Regions from separate parts of the Hordeum vulgare genome. Here region 2 is linked to region 1. A link is a contact called in public Hi-C data. All regions are on one chromosome and are shown on one strand. Each heading gives the region's core, a stretch centred on a gene start, on an enhancer-like site or on the middle of the called end of the contact. The rest is flanking DNA. Distances are from core to core; before and after follow the strand shown. Region 1 holds the start of LOC123440334 (serine/arginine repetitive matrix protein 1-like). Region 2 has its middle 180 kb from the start of LOC123441942.

Evidence for each region. A called contact is a pair of places that touch in the nucleus more often than the background predicts.
Region 2: a contact with region 1 is called in a Hi-C map of leaf, with 4 times the contacts expected there. The contact joins the enhancer-like site here to the promoter of LOC123440334 in region 1. A contact is called at or near these places in 1 of 6 Hi-C or Micro-C datasets (leaf) and 1 of 1 datasets of contacts at active chromatin or transcription factors (embryo).

What each region holds. Positions count from the first base shown.
Region 1 is chr3H:509,885,629-509,889,174 of MorexV3_pseudomolecules_assembly, forward strand. It overlaps LOC123440334 (serine/arginine repetitive matrix protein 1-like), which reads right to left and starts at 1,737. Exons shown (of 1, transcript XM_045116906.1): 1 at 163-1,737. The coding sequence starts at 1,275. The coding sequence ends at 445.
Region 2 is chr3H:510,132,778-510,136,323 of MorexV3_pseudomolecules_assembly, forward strand. No RefSeq gene overlaps it. Among protein-coding and RNA genes, the nearest start is that of LOC123441942, 180 kb to the left of the region's middle. Within about 2 kb of position 1,999, at least 3 of the 3 cell types and tissues checked have open chromatin away from gene starts, as enhancers often do. A contact at or near this core is called in leaf, where this site is marked.

The sequences.
Region 1 (3,546 bases), core at 487-2,986:
CAACAACCGAGGTCATCTCAGGTTCAGAACCGAGCGCTGGACCATTGCCAAAGTGCGATTTGCAATGTTCGAGGCAGCATGGGTCACACCAACACAACTCAAATCTTGTTCCAACTAGCCTACTTTTTTCTCAAAAACCGAAAGAAAATTGCAGCATAGCACTCAGAAGCAAGGCTTGACGATCTTTGAGTTAAACAGATGGGCAAAATACAACAAAGGATCACCCTCAAGAGCCAAAGAAGACGACCCCACCCCACCCAACGCGTAAGACAAAGGCCACCAGCATTTCGCGGGAAGGTGGCGGCAGCGTTACATCACCGCGAACCCGCTACACCTTTTTTCTTACTGCTGCTAGCCCAGCCCAGGTTAATCAGCACGCCAGCCACACCTAAACAGGGATTAGTGGAGAGGCATTCGAAGGAGGATAGCGGGAAATCGGACAAATCAGAGGAAGATGAAGCACTCCATGGACACCAGCGGGTTCTCCAGCGACTCCTTCCCCTCGCCACCGCCGGCGCCTTGGCCGTCGGCCCCGGCATTGGCCTCCGCGACGCTTTCCTCGCCTGCCGTGGTGACGGCGTCCTCTTCCGGCTGCGGGGGCGGGGACAGCGGAGGAGGGGCCTCCCGCGCCCGGCGCGGCGACGCGCGGCTGCACGGCCTGCTCGGGACGGGCGGCTTCCGCTGCAGGGACGCGACCGGGCTCGCGGCCCGATGCTGCTCCGGCGACGCCCGCTTCGCCGCGGGCGACGGCGACCTCCGCACGGAGCGATCCCGCGGCTCCCGCCGCGGAGGAGGGGACGGCGAACCCCGGCAGCTGCGGGACCGCACGCCGTAGGCGGCGGCGACAGCGCGGTCGCGCCGGGCTAGCCCCAGCTCGCCGGAGACGGCGCGCTTCCTGGCCGGCTTCCCCGGGGACCGCTCCGGCCCCGCCAGCGAGCTGGTCGCGACGGACGACTCGGAAGCCGCCTCGGACCTCTCGTCGGTGGCCATCGACAGGCAGCTCCCGAGATCGCTCACCGCGGGATCCACACTAGCCTTCACCTTCAGCACTTCCACCTTCAGCACGTCTTGCTCCTCCACAGCAACGACATTGGCGACGGGCTTAGGCGCGGCCGCCACCTTGGTGCTCGGCGTCTCCGAGAGCACCTCCTTGACCTTCTCCTCCTCCGGCGACGGCGGGGGCGGGGGGTCGCGGTCCTCCGGCTTGTAGCGGGGAGGGAAGGCAGCGGAGCCGTCTGGATGCTTCATGCGCTTCTTGCTGAAGCAGCAGCCCATCTCTCAAGCTGCCGCCGACGCACTGGGCGGCCGTCTCCGGCCTCCGGAGATCGACGCGGAGGTAGTAGTAATCAGTTGAGTGGCAGCGCCGCGGTGTTGTGTAGTGCTGGCGGTTGGGTTTGGAAAGGCTTCCTTCGCTGCGGGGTCCTGCTTCGATTTGGGAGAGGACGGAAGAGGGGCGTGGGGGCTGAATTTCTCTACGGCGTACGAGTAGTTAGTGAAGCTGGAAGTGGCAATCTTTTACGACTTGATGCTGTTGGCTTATAAAATAGGAGTACTACCATCGGTAAAGCCGATCTTGATTGCTACGACACCTTACAAAATACAGTACAAAATGATACTGTGGAACATCATTTTTATTTACATAAAGTCTATTTTACACACAAAGTCACGTGTAAACATGCCCGCGAGGGCACACGATGTCAGTATCACGTTAAGACCATCCACAACTGTAGTTATGATACGTGAGCCCTTGTACATCCATCGCCACGCGGCTCACTTCTTCATTTCAAAGATTTATTTGTTTTAAATAGCTTTAAAATTATTACATAATATTTTTAAAATTTATATTTTATTTTCATACATGGATCCTATCTCGAATAGCATTTAGCCATTTGTTGGAATCCAGGTCCACCGGTTCATTACTATCTTTAAGACATAATTATCGTACCACTCACGAACAATACGCGTCCTTGTCGACCTACGAGGTTCGGTAGTAACTTGATCTAAAGCTTCAGAATCATCGTCATTAGCTTCCTCTTTAATTGGTGTAGGCGTCACACAAACATCTTAATGTGTCGTGATACTCTCTAATTGAAGTGATGGTTCACTAACTTCATCAAGTTTTATCTTTTTGCCACTCAATTCTTTCGAAAAAAATCCCACACACATTAGTATGTATGATTTTTAACAAGTCACTTGCCCGTTCCATTGTATCGGAAAATAGAGTTTTTGGTCATCTTGCCCATGAGGCATGGCTCACATGTATCAAGTGATTCAAAATCGAGTAATTTCAAAAGTCCATCGGCATGGAGCTTGTTCCTGCTTTTTACAACAATATGACCTAAGCGGTAGTGCCACAAGAAAGTGGTACAATCATTACTAACTCTACATCTTTTGACATCAATGTTATAAACATGTGTATCACAATCGAGATTCAACAAGAATAAACGATTCACATTGGATGCATGACCATAAAAGATATTACTCATATAGATAGAACAACCATTATTCTCTGATTTAAATGAGTAAGCGTCTCGAATTAAACAAGACCCACATATGATGTTCATGCTCAACGCAGACACCAAACAACAATTATTTAGGTTCATAAATAATCCTGATGGTAATCGAAGAGCGAGTGTGCCGACGACGATCACATCAACCTTGGAACCATTTCTGAAGCGCACCATCTTTGTCCTTTGCGTGCCTCCGTTTATTCCATAGTTCCTGTTTCGAGTTACAAATATGAGCAACCGAACCGGTATCAAATACCCACACACTACTACTAGAGCTAGTAAGGTACACATCTGAAAGGACGTGGATGTCTCCTAGAGGGGGGGGGGGTGAATAGACACTTTAAAATAATTACGGTTTAGGCTTGAACAAATGCGGAATAAAACTTACGTTTAATTTATCAAGCGCAAAACCTAAAACAACTAGGCTCACCTATGTGCACCAGCAACTTATGCTAAGCAAGATAAACAACTAAGTGATAGCAAGATATATAACAATAGATAATATGGCTATCACAAAGTAAAGTGCATAAGTAAAGGGTTCGGGTAAGAGATAACTGAGGCACGCGGAGGGAAGATGTATCCCGAAGTTCACACCCTTGCGGATGCTAACCTCGTTTGGAGCGGTGTGGAGGCACAATGCTCCCCAAGATGCCACTAAAGCGAACGTAATCTCCTCACGCCCTCGCACAATGCAAGATGCCGTGATTCCACTAAGGGATCCTTGAGGATGGTCACCGAACCCGTACAAACAAGGTTGGGGAAAACTCCACAGCTTAATTGGAGGCTCCCAACGACACCACGAAGCTTACCCACAATGGCATATGGCTTCGAGTTGACCTCAAATGCTCAGGGCATTCTCCACAACTTAATTTGAGACCCCGACGCTTGCCGAGAGCTTTACACCACAATGATTGAGCTTCGAGGCACCACCAAGCTTCTAGGACGCCAAAGCATCCATGAAGAACAAGGAGCTCACAAAGAACTCTAAGATCTAGATCCAAGGGGTTCCCCTCACATAGAGGAGAAAGTGATGGTA
Region 2 (3,546 bases), core at 749-3,248, 250 kb after region 1:
GGCAAGTATGCAAAGTGCCTAAAAATGAGGCGAGCAACGAAACACGCCCTAGAGTATGGGCAGCGGATAATAAACAACATGCAAGTGCAAGAAAGTAAGGGTAGTAGGGTAGAGTTTGGAAATGATCAAACGCAATTAAGACAAGATAATTTTTGGCGTGGTCTTGATAGACGGTGCTATCAGACATCCACGTTTATGCAGACTTCAATCCACGGAGGATAACGTTACACAAGTCCATGGAGGGCTCCACCCATAAATGTTCCACGAATAAACAAGTTTGTATATGCCATCATGGCTTACGTCCACGAAGGATTAGCTCACTCGGGGTAGATCTTCACGAAGTAGGTGGTCTCCTTGCCCAAACAAACTCCTTGGTTCAACTCCACCAAGATTCAGAGGCTTGTGGGTGACACATGACCAATCTAGGAGACACCACCCTCCAAAACGTAATAGATGTTATTGTTAATGATGAACTCATTGCTTTTGTGCTTCAAAAGATAGTCTCATCAACACTCAATCACTCTCTCACATATTGAGCTATGTGGTAGGAGAAAAGATTGGAGTGAAAAGCAATTGGAGAGACTAGAAATCAAGGATTGGAGGTTGAAGTGGAATCCCCTTGATCTTTGTAAGTGTAGGTGGTTCTCTCTTATAAAATAGATATAATAAATGGTAGCTTCATCATGGTTGTTTTGTGTGAGCAGGTAGAGTGAGCAGGGGTATATATAGGTGGCTCCTAAATTCTAGTCGTTACACAAGTTTATGCACTACTCGATGAAACCGGGTAAAACCACTCGGCGAGACCGACTAGTACAAAAGTTCTGAACTTTAGGTATTTTGGTGAGTCCGAATGAAACAACTTGGTGAGACCGATGGGTGATGTTCTAAGCACTTTCCACACTTTGAACAGACCAACTAAAATCACTGAGTAATTTCGAGATAAAATTAATATTCTTCTCTCATTTTCGGTTTATAGGGCTCAATCTTAAAAAGATTAGGTTTTCGTTATACTAGTAGGCTCACTTTGAGTTCAAATGAATTAAAAAGCTTTGAGTCTCATGTCATATTTAATAAAAATGAGAGAATTAATGATCGTGCATGCATCTCATTCTTCATGCATCGTGCTAGCCCAATAAAAGAAAAGGATGTTGCATTTATTATCTCAAAAGTTGAATAAGTGGAAAATGTTTCATTGGAGAATTGTATCCACAAAATTCGTGTGATCCACTTATAATGTACCTTGATTAATGAGATTTTAGATTTAAACTTTATAAATAATAAAAAGGAAATAGGTAAGGGAAGGTTGGCACGTGCTCGTGGGACCGAAGGGTTATCTTGATGAGACGGGTATGGTTCATTGGCTTATAAACTGCACCGGGATATGTCCAAATTGTTAAATTATACGTTCTGCATAATTTGACTTCCAAATATTTTGAAACGTAATACAATTATCTTCAGCCCGAAATATGAGATGTTTTTTAGTTATATTACGACTCAACGCATTTTCACCACCGGGCCCGAGGTGCACGTGGACGCCCGGTCTCCTCTCCTCCCTGCTGACCACTCAAGACCGTGGAAGTATGTGCAGTTGACGGGGAAACACGGGAGGACTGGACGTGACCATATTGCCCCCATTCCTAGGATGCTACGATGTGTTCACACACGCAAACAAATCGGATGAGATTCGTTGTTTATTTCGTACAAAAACCGGATAAGATTCTGCCGCGTGCATAGTAATTTCGAGCAAACAAATGCACGTCAGGTCGCCTTGCTCCGTCGTAGTCGCTGGCTCGCAATGACGCAACACGCTAAAGTGTGCAGGCTGCAGCTACGCATACGCCCACGCGCCTACGCTATTAATAGACGCGTCGTGCTCGCGCAAGCACGCGATATACTGTGGCGTACAGTGAGAATCGAATCCCAGACCCCCGTATTCCATGTCGTACTGTTGCATCGGCCAGTTCCTGCGCGAGCTCATGCACAGCGGAGCTTTCATGTAAGTGCTACTTTTACGTCGACATGATGCAGCGTATCCGCGCGCTCTGGCCACCGGCCATGAGTTGTATAGTACTGCCTCGGTTCGTAAATACTCCCTCCATTTCAAAATAAGTATCTTAATTTTAATATAACTTTATATTAAAACTAGTACAAAGTTGAGACAGTTATTTTGGAACAGAGGGAGTATAAGTCTTTGTAGAGATTTTACTAGTGGACTACATACGGATGTATATAGACATAATTTAGAGTATAAATTCAATTATTTTGCTCTGTATGTAGACCCTTAGTGAAATCGATTAAAAAATTATATTTATGAATGGAGGGAGTAGCACGAGTACGTTTGTGAAGAGTCTCCGTGCAGTTCCGCAGTGTGCTGCTAGCAGTTGCATCAATCTGCTTCTGCTTGGACAACCTTTGCCGTACTGTTAGGCCATCCATTGATCGTAAACCGTACCATGTTGCTTCAGTGGGCGGTGGATAACTCTCAAGTTGCAGGTGCAGAGCGCGGCAATAAAATGGTACGCTTCGCTCGCATGCATTTCAGTTTCTTGCCGGCAAAAGTCCGTCCCGACGGCTCCGAGGGCGAATCGCTGCGGCATCGCGCTACAGCGGAGGATGAGGGCACGCGTGTGCTTTCACGGGCACGACAGGCAAACCCTTTGGTCCATCCGCCGAGAAAATTACATCTACGGTATCTGAAACTGATCTAAAGTTCAATTTTATCACTGCATTTAAAAAGGTCGAAATACACTTAGTGAAACGTGTCAGGTCACCGCTATCTTATCCAACGTATTTTGCTGACATGGTATGAGTTGACCAAGTTCTGCATCGTTGAATTCCTCATATGGTAAGCCTAGTCAGCGTTAAATCAGCCGCCACGTCATCTAACTCACTTTTCAAAAAAAAAATATCACTTAAATGGCCGCCACGGCATTGCCTCCCCCACGCCCCACCCCATGGCCGCCGCTGCCTTGTGCCGCGCCATCATGGCCTCTGGCTGGTCGCCGCTGGCGACCGCCAGCGAGCCCACCGCCGTTCCAGCCTCCTACTCCTCTTCTCCCTCTCCCGTGCTCCTCCTCTAGCCGGAGAAGAACAAGATTTGGAGCGTGGGGGAAGTTGTCCTGGGTCGATAGAGAGGAGGTGCAACACGCGTAGCTCGACGAATTTGGTGCGGTCCAGCCCTCCCGTGCTCCCCTCCGTTTCTCCAACCGACCTAGGCCGAGCTCTCACCTCTCCTTCGTTTCCCCAACCGGCCGGCGACGGAGCACGTGGACGACCGGCCGTGGGCACATGGGCGCGGTGCAAGGGCGTGTGGGCGCACACTCGTGCAGCCAGGGAAGGTGTGCGGAGGATGGGGTCGAACCGAGCTCGAGCTCTTCGAGCTTGTGGCCATGATGGCCATGGCCAACCGGTGACGGTTTGCTCGGGCACGACGGCTATGGCAACGAAAAAGGAGGGAAAAGAGAGGGGAACGGAGGAGGGCTCGCCAGGGGCTTGAATCCAAGCTCAGGAAAGACGGGAAAGGACCGTGGTAGTGGGAGTCGACCA